Linked DNA regions of Mus musculus: region 1 is linked to region 2. A link is a contact called in public Hi-C data. All regions are on one chromosome and are shown on one strand. The core of a region is the stretch at or near the end of the contact, and the rest is flanking DNA. Distances in the headings are between cores, read along the strand shown. Region 1 holds the start of Rnf227 (ring finger protein 227). Region 2 holds the start of Bcl6b (B cell CLL/lymphoma 6, member B).

Region 1 (4,923 bases), core at 79-2,578, 890 kb before region 2:
AAACACAAGCTCTTTCCATCCTTACTATTATTACCCACACTTTGTAGATGAAGAAATCAAGGCCCAGAGAAATGAAGTAACTTGTCTGTGGGTGTCACAACTAGGATTTGTTCTTGAGCCAGCTGTGTCAAGACTGTGTTATTATCCTCCGCAACAGAGCCTGGGTTCGAGAGGCTGAGGAGGCAGCTTGGGTGTGGGTGCCACACCGTGAGGGAATGTGGGCTGTGAGTACCACGTCCTGTTTACCTGTGGGAGAAGTCAGACCCCTGAGTCAGAAGTCACGCAGAGCTGCTTCGTTTCCACCATCATGCTGTGTGGGTGTCCAAGTCTGGATACTCCGGAAGGAAAAGATTCCCAGCATTCCTAAGGCCATGCTCCTGGAATCTAGGTCCCTCCTTGTGCTGAGGTGTTAGCTGGACTCAAACTCTCAGAGGGGGTAGGGGGAGGAATTTGAGGGAGCCAGCCTTCCAAAGAACCCAAGAGGCCATGTATAAAAAGGAGAGGCGAGGGCAGAGTGAATTATGGCTGGGCACAATCCAAACATCCAGAAGACCAATTAAAACTGGGCAGAACCAACAGTAAACCTGGCATATGTTGCCTGTTTGTGAGGGGAAGGGCAGGAGGGGATTGTGAAAGAGTATGAACATGTGACAAATAGGCCAACAGGGCCATATAGACTTGTGCTAGTGACTGTGTGCAAGAGGAGACCTGGACACCTGCATCAGGTAGGTTTAAGTGACAGCGCTAGTGTTTTGCTGGGGGTGAGGAGTCCGCCATGGAGGCTGTGGGTGGAGCGTGCCCCCCTCTTCCCTCGGGTAATTCTGGCATTGTCCTGGGCATTCAGCCCGCTGCATCCCCACTCGCAAGTCCAGCCTCGCGCCTCTGCCGCCCCAACGCGTGCCTCGGAAGGGAGCGGCCCATCTGCGCGTGACGCCTCGAGGGCGGGGCCTCACTATTAAAAGGGGACAGAGGCGGCGGCGCGGGCCCCAGGCCCCTGCCCTGGCCCAAGGAGGGCTCATTCGTTCTGTATCCTAGCCGCCTAGAGATCGAAGCCCTCGGGCCACGGTGACCACGATGCAGCTCTTGATGAGAGTGCCCTCTCTTCCCGAGCTGGGTGAGCTGGACTGCAACATCTGTTTCCGACCCTACAACCTCGGGGCCCGTGCGCCCCGCCGCCTGCCTGGCACGGCGCGCGCCCGCTGCGGCCACACGCTGTGCACAGCTTGCCTGCGCGAGCTGGCAGCGCGGGGCGACGGCAGCCGCACGGCCGCGCGCGTGGTGCGCCTGCGCCGCGCTGTCACGTGCCCGTTCTGCCGCGCGCCTTCCCCGCTCCCGCGCGGCGGCGTCACGGAGATCGCGCTAGACCCTGTCTTGTGGTCACGGCTGGAGGAAAAAGCCCGGGCTGAGCGTGAAGGAGACCCGATGGGGAGCCCGGCCAAAGACAGCGGAGAGGATGGAGAGGACGACGACGGGGAAGCGGAGAGCGAGAAGGGGGCGGGACCTCCAAGTGCGGGTTGGCGCGCGCTTCGCCGAATTTTGGACAGGGTCCTGGCGCCGGCACGCCGCTTGCGGCGTCCGTTGCCTAGCAATGGTGAGGGGCGGCCTAGGGAGGATACTGGGTACATTGCACCGAAGAATGCTGGGTCAAGTTGCATCCTCCTGTTGCCACTAACCCTTCTTCTTTCCTCCAGTGCTCTACTGTCCAGAGGTCAAGGACATTGCCCACATGACCCGTTGTACGCTGTAACCAAGGAACCCCAGAGCTATGGCAGAAAGCAGGTGGGAGCAGCATCCTCAGGCGTGCTCTGACACAAAAGGTTGATGTCAAGACTACCTGGAAATCAAGGCTGATGCTGGAATTGGTACATGCGTGATGGAGATGGAGCTCAACAGAAAGGACCCTAGATGGTGTGGATTCTGAGCGGCGAAGGCTCCTAGACTGTGCCAGCATTATATTTTCAGGATGGAGTGGCCAAGGGATAATAGAAACAAAGCCTACCATAATGTAGGAAGAAAAAAAAAATAACAAAGCTTTGGCGTTTGTTCAGAGTCTGTGGTGTAAGCAAAGGATCCAATTTTAGCAGTGGTCTGTGGTTGACAATGTGTACTGTGGAAAAAAGGACAGGACAGGGGATAAGCTAATTTATATGTCATGTCAATCTCACTTATCTGGTTGTGTTTGCTGGCATGCCATCTTCCCACTCTTGTTACCGTGCTCCAGCAATTACTGAGTTGACTCCCTGCTTATGATTGGGAATCTTGCATATACAACCTCCCTTCAGCTGGATAGGGCAGGTATGAAAACATCCAAGGGGCATTTATTTACATGAGGCCTTATTAAAGGCTTATCAAAGATGGGTGAGCCATTTGATAAAGGAAGCAAAATTTAGGCCTTTGTTATCTTTACTGACTCTGTAGCAATACTGGGGAAAAGAAAAAAAAAGATGCTCACATAATTTTAATTTGTGTCCCATAATGGGACATTGTTTACTGTATGTAGTTAGTTCTATTCTAAAGTCCTGTAAATATCTTACTGTAGACTTAAAATCAAGACCAGCAGTGTTGGTTGGTCTCACAGCTTGCTAGAAATGCAGAATTTCAGGACCCCAGTCCACATTCCCCGGTAGTTTTAGAATCCCAGGTATGTGTATGTAAGTTAAGAATCACTGGTTTAGCTCTTAGTCACTCTGAGATGGCATCATCAGCTGTAGGTGGAACATTTAAAACACTAGTGACGCATTAAAGTGCCAAAGTGACATTCTTTTGAGAAAAATTTTTCTGAGCTACAAATGTGAATTTACAAGGCCTCAGTTTTCAGAGGTCTTCAAGATTTTGTTTTTAATGACAAATAATGTATGTAGTTCTAGGGTATAAACCTCCATTTGTAAAATGTTTTGTCTTTTTCCTGTCCTTCGGTTCCAGCTGAAATCTCCCCTTTTGGAGGCCAGCATGCATCTGTGGGAATGTGTATGTTTTCTCTATACGTGTTGCCAAAGGGAATGCTATGTTTATTTTCTGCTATTTTATGTTTTGAGTATTTCTAGAGTATAAATTTCAAGTGACTATCTCCAGAGCCGATAGCAGTGTTAATGTTATATGTATTCAAAAAAAAATGTTTGCTGAATTTATTTTGAATGTAATAGTCTCTAGAATAAAGTATCTGGGCTCATTCAATCTGTGAAAGACTGTTATTGAATAACGTTATTGACTAAGACGGAGTTCTGTCCAACAGTTCAGGGACACCACAGTCATCCCAGTTCTTTAAAACAAAATAAAACAAGGTGTCTGCTCCACAGTGGAGCTGTGGTGCTGTGGTGACCTCTGCTGACTCTGGGGAGGTGGCTTTCAGTGTCAGGCAGGCGGCTCCCTCTGCTCTTGGCACCTGCCTTTGGGACCTCAAGGATCCTACCACTCACCAGCTCTGTGCTGAGCTCATCCTGTGCTTAATACTGGAAAAAGGTCTTATTCTGGTGAATGATTCAAGAGATAAAAATGCAGAAAAGTCACAAAGTAGAAAAGGGATTAGTAGCTGGGCGGTGGTGGCGCACGCCTTTAATCCCAGCACTTGGGAGGCAGAGGCAGGCGGATTTCTGAGTTTGAGGCCAGCCTGGTCTACAAAGTGAGTTTCAGGACAGCCAGGGCTACACAGAGAAACCCTGTCTCAAAAAAAAAAAACAAAACAAAAAACAACAACAATGCAAGGGGCCCCCAGGGAACCTATTAAGATGAAACAGTACAAAGCAGTCATCCTTACTTTACCTCCACACAAAAAATTCCCCTCCCCAGGCAAAAATGACAGCACGCAGAAAGGAAAGTATAATTTATATGTACAACCGATAACCTGATACAGAAGAAGGGATTGGGACAGACCAGGAGTGGGAGAGAAAGACTGGGAAAGGCGGCAAGGAGGATATGGGGGTTCCCCATGCAAACTGCCACTCCCTGGCCCCTCCTTGGAGGGGGAATGTGCCCGAATCTCCCTAGCCTGATATCCACTGTGTTGCTCGGTCCCACAGGCAAGACAGGCTCCTGACTAGGTCCCTGGCCTGACCTACTCAAATTTAGTCTGTATCCAGGCCTTGAAGAGGGAGGATTTCGTCCCCTAGAAACCTGAGCCCCAGCGTGGGGGTCTGCCCCATGCCTGGCCCTCTGTGTTCCCCCCACCCTTTCTAGGTCACCTAGAACAGGCTGGGGAGCTCCTCTTTGGCTTGAGGGAGAATCACCCAACCCTTACTCTGTGGGGTGGTCCTTGGTCCCTGGGGAGGAGAACAGTTCCTACTGCAAGATGCTGACACACAGGAGGTAACCGAGCCAGTGAACAGCAATCAGCTCGCTCTCTCTCACTTGTAGCTGTTGTACCCTCCATTTGGAAGAGGGAGGAAAAGTGCCATGCAGCCCCCCCCCCTTCCCTTCCTCCTCCCGCTATTTTCATCTTTGTAACAAGGTTCCCCTCCTCTTTGATGATCTCATAGAAGTTCCTAAAGGCCGGGCAAGGCTAATCCCCCACTTTGGCAGGAGGTGGAGGTGATACTACAAGAAAGGCCTGGGAGGCTCCACCTCCTCCCTCCCGGACAATCATTTATTGGGAAGCTGTGTATATTTGGTGGTGGGGCATCCAGGTACTTGGAAGACCCTGTTAACCATCTCCCACCTAGACCTCTTCACACCAGCACAGTCTTCAAGGTTTGGTGGGAAAGGTGTGTGGAGGTGGAGAGAGATAGGGGTCCTCTTGAAGGGAGGCATTATAGAGGGGCAAAAGGGCTCCTAGCCCAGTGGTGGCCCAAGGGGTGGGGAAGGTGGAGGGTTGGCAACAGGCCCCAAGGCCTGAGATGTGGGTCGGCTCCGGGGTCGGGGCCTAGGTGAAGGGCAGGCCTGGGATCCAGTCAGTCGTCTATACAAATCACCTCCCCTGCTCGGGGCTCC
Region 2 (4,430 bases), core at 1,882-4,381:
CCCTCTTCGCTCCTCCCATTTGCCTTCCAGCCTTCTCCTTACCTGAACAAAACGCGAGCCGCAGGTCTCACACTTGTACGGTTTCTCTCCGGAATGGATGCGGCTGTGTGTTTTTAGGTTAGCAGGTCGGTTAAAACGTGCTCCGCAGATGGAGCAGCGGTAGGGCTTTTCCCCTGCAAGTTGGAAGACAGTCAGATCGCCCTACGGGAGCGGTGGTCAGGAAGACCAAGACCCCCTCCTACCTGTGTGCACCGTGCGGTGACTAGCCAAGTTGCCCTTATAACGGAAGGCAGATCGGCACAGCTGGCATTTATAGGGCTTGTCCTCGTCCCCTGGAGCTAAGAGCTCCAGCCCCGATGAGCACCCAGCCACAGCCTCACAGTTCTGGCAGCTGAAAAACTCACTTCCTAAGGGTAGGGAACAATGACAATCTTAGTTATTTACTGAGGACTCCCCCCAGGTACCCATAAATCTACAACAGTACACTAGTAGGGTCTGCTGGCCCTTTTAACCCCTAAATTATTGTGGAGGCTACTGGCGGTCACTTGGCTTGTTCGTGGCCAGTCAGTCAGTAAGATACGACTGATTTAGTAGCATGCTGCTAATTTCAATGGTGCTGACAGTGTGTGGAGTGGGTGGAGCTTTCTGTTTCTTTCCTTTCTTGCCTCCTTCTGGCTTGCCAGAGAGGCCCTGCCAAACTCTGGGCAGATCGTTCAGTCTTGGATTGGGTGGGCCAGAAATTCCCAAACTGTGCTGCTTTTTGGAAGTACATAGAGAGCTTAAAAATATTTATGATTGGTCCTCACCCTCAGACATTCTGACTGCTGGGGTGAACGTTACCCAGAGGGGGTCCAATGCAGTCAAGTTTGGGACTATTCAATAGGTCTATTCTGAGGTCTTTTTGGTCCAAATCGACCTGGATCAGCTACAGGAGAGAAGCCAGAAGAGAAAGCCTCTTACCTGGCGGTGGATTAGCCTGCTTAGAAGCTGGCAGAGAAGTCTCTTGAGCCCGGGGTGTGAAGAGGTAGGAGTTATTTGCTAGAGCTCCACACTTGAATCGTGCAGTGGTAGTAGCTAGAGATAGTCTAGGCAGAAGTTAAGAGCCATAGAAAAGGTTAGGGATTGGGGGTGGGGCACTGGCTCCCCCCGCCCTGCCCCTTTTCTGGAATATACAGACTTCAAGGCCTGTCTTCTGGAAGTGAGCCAATATTGATCATTAAGTCCCACCTTTGGCCTTTGGCCAACTCCCTAAGCTGGGTTAGTATCCCTGAAACCTGGTTCAGAGGGTGCCACAATGGCCTACTCAATGGCTCTGCCTCCTAGAGTGGACCAGACTCTAAAACTCTTGGGAGTTATAGATTCTATACCTGCTTTGGAGACCAGGCGTGGTTCCTTCTTCACTGCTGCTGCTGCTGCTACAGGCTTCATCTCCACTAGGGAGCCTGGCCTGGGGACAAGGTTGACCTGAACTCTCCCCAACCAGGCTTCCTGCTTGTGAGGTCTGAGAATTTAGCACAATAAATTTGTATTTTTTCCAGTTGCAGGCCTTGGGGTCTGGGCTGGCTGGACTTGGGGAACCTTGACTGCAGCTTCGAGACTCAGTAGGTGGGTCTGGGTGTCCTTCTGAGCGCCTGGGACTGCCTGGTGGAGCGACTGTTGGGGGTCTTGGGGGTTCTACCTCCACAGGTCGCAAGGAGATGCCTAGAGGTTCATAGCTAGAAAAAGTAGGATGATCATTAACACCGTCTCCTAGTCGTTGCCTTTGCCCTTATTCCCGGCACTAGTTCTGCTAGGGAGAATACAAATCCATGGTTCCTTTACCTGGCTTGGATGAAACGGTGACACGCCTGGACTACGTGTTCCATCTGCAAATAGGTGGCAGCTGCGAGGACAGCTGGGGCAGTGGCTGGAGAGAGGCGAAGCCTTGAAGTATACATGAAGTCCAGAAGAGGAGCAAAGCCTCTGGCTTCTGGCCCCCCCGGCAGAGAGAGTACATCCACCCCGAGTCCCGCTCGGCCCCGGAAAATTGAATAGAAGAAGCCACTGGAGAGAGGGCAGATGGGTTGGTCATGTTAGGAGCCGGGAGACCAAAGGAGAGTCTTGCCTCCCCACTAGCACTGCTGCCTCAATTTTTGGATGCTCTCCCAAGCTTCCCCCTCCCTTCTTCCTTCCTCCCCCCTTCTTACTCTCCAGTTCTGGGATTGCCGGTGTGGACCATTATTCCCAGCTTCCCTCATGCTTTGGATTACCTCTCAACAGCCATGTTACTCTGTTTTTTCCCCAGTTAGTCCCCAGGTGCCCTACCCCCTCGAACCTGCAAGCGATAAGAACTGCCTTGTGCGCTCTTAGGGGTTGCCCGCCAACCAGCAGCGTGACGTCAGTGAGGATCCCGCGCAGGCGCAGCTCATTCAGATTGCTAAGCACGTCGGAGGAGTGGCGGGTGAACTCTCGGACGTAGCCCAGAGCTCCCTCTGGGGCCGCTGTGGAACCCATAGCGACCTAAGCCTGCGACAGCCACCGAAAAAGTTAGAGGATCTAGGCATTACTAAAACAGATTCCTTTCTTCTCTGATGTTTTCTACCTGGGATACCCCTAGAGCCAACCAACGCCATCAGATAGCGGACTCAGCATCACCACTTAATTCCTCTCGTTCATTCTGCCCTAAACGGTTGCTTCCTTCCTTCCCTTTGCTGGATCGCGGAGATCTTGGAGCAAGTTAGAAACTCTCGTTCCACCGCTTGGAGGGCGAGCGTGAGGAATCCCGCACTCCCGCGCGCCGTGCGTTGGTTCGACTCTAGTTACCTCATCCACTACCTTCCTTTCCTCTGCTCCCCGGGCGCCTGGGTCACAGGTACCAGACTTTACCTGGGGGACCAAATATGATCTGCAGCCCACACCCATCTACGCGACTCCTATCGCTAGACCCAATACTTTCCATCTCTTCTTAGCACAGTTCCTGGGGTTCAGGTCTTATTACTATCAACTAACCCCAAGCCCTCTTTGGAGACTCAGAAATCTGATACCCTCAGGGTTTGGTTCTTACCCCTGTCCCGCAGGGGCTGCGGCTTCTCTTCTCGAGGGGGGCGGGGTCTCTCTCCTCTTTCGGTCTCTGCTCCTTTATTCAGCCGGGATGGCGGGGGCGGGGGTGGAGGTGGGGTGAACCCGTGAGTCTGTATCCTTCCTTCCTCTGAGGCTCTCCAGATGGTGAGCCCGGGGCGGGGTCTCCGTTTCAAACTGTATCTCAGAATCTCGGGGTGGTCGTATCGTGGATGGCTTTGGTTCATTAAATAAGCACCCGAGGATGAGGATATTAGAATTGGGGAGGTTAGTGGTGCGGAGGGTGGTAATATGGGAGGCTTATGTCGTCGAAGGAGCTGGGACAGCGAGTATTGGAGTGTTGGGTTTTGGAGGCGTGTGCCAACAGCCAGTTGAGGGAGAAAGGAAATATCCTAAAACTCCTCTTTCTAATGTATTGGACTCAGGAAGAAAATAGACAGTCCAAGTGGTATCGGGTTTGGGGAGGCATTAGTGGACTCCAGTGGATCTCAGATAGTGGGAGAAGGAGGAGTGATTGACAGGCAAGGTCCAGAAAAGGGGGAGGTGGAGCTCTGACCAGGCGGGGTAAGGAGAGGGCGGATATGATTTCTAGTTCGTTTCCTTCCATTGTCCTGAGACCGGACGGCTCCTGCAGCTGCTTCCCCTCGAGGAGGTGGGGAAAACCCCGGGTGGGGACCGAGAGACGCTCGGGAGACCTAGGCGTCCGGCCTCCTACTCTCGACTCTCTTCTCAACCCTTATAGGGATCCAGAGATACAGACTCCCGCCTAAAGCCCTGACGCTCTCCATCAGTCCTAGCTTACTAGGGCTTCGAGCACCCGCCCGTCGGCTGCGCTTAGAGTCTGGCGGGACGCCGGGGTCCAGCGCGGCAAGTAGGCAAAGCTCGGCAATGTCTGCATCCTTCCACGAGAGGGCGGTCGAGCACCAGCCTCGCTTCGCCCCTAGGTCTCCTGGCTGGTGATGTGCTCAGACCAGTGAGCTGGATGCATTCGGTCCAGGCTACAGGAAACTTTCAGCTGCCTTCTCTTTCTGATAGTTTCCTCTGCACCTCTGTCTCTTTGTGGGGCAGTAGATCGAAGACAGAAGAGTTAGGGTCTCCGCAGGAAATTCAGGCTAGAACTCTTATGGAAGGCTTTGGAATGAACATAGTGGTTAGGATGAGATGGGGTCTTGAGCCTGGGAACACAGTTGTTTTGTTTTCTAATTTGATAGACCCTTCTACCCAGATGTTTGTAGACAGGAATTTTCAATGAACATTAATATGAGCATTGGTCGGAGTAAACAGAGAGGACAGAGGAGAAAGGGCAGGAGGAACCTGGTAGCTAAGTACTTCATTCAGAAGCTAGGCAGGGACCACACCCTTAGATTTTGTTT

The links. A called contact is a pair of places that touch in the nucleus more often than the background predicts.
Region 1: a Hi-C map of CD8 T cells shows a contact between it and region 2, with 5 times the contacts expected there. The contact joins the promoter of Rnf227 here to the promoter of Bcl6b in region 2. A contact is called at or near these places in 2 of 39 promoter capture datasets (cranial neural crest and liver), 1 of 484 Hi-C or Micro-C datasets (CD8 T cells) and 1 of 9 other capture datasets (adipose tissue).

Annotation. Positions count from the first base shown.
Region 1 is chr11:69,339,468-69,344,390 of GRCm38.p6, forward strand. Rnf227 (ring finger protein 227) reads left to right here and starts at 1,329. Exons shown (of 2, transcript NR_027827.2): 1 at 1,329-1,591; 2 at 1,692-3,174. It overlaps Chd3 (chromodomain helicase DNA binding protein 3), which reads right to left. Exons shown (of 40, transcript NM_146019.4): 40 at 3,806-4,923. The coding sequence ends at 4,884.
Region 2 is chr11:70,226,667-70,231,096 of GRCm38.p6, forward strand. It overlaps Bcl6b (B cell CLL/lymphoma 6, member B), which reads right to left and starts at 3,132. Exons shown (of 9, transcript NM_007528.3): 1 at 3,044-3,132; 2 at 2,315-2,505; 3 at 1,822-2,043; 4 at 1,368-1,715; 5 at 961-1,085; 6 at 243-407; 7 at 43-173. The coding sequence starts at 2,493.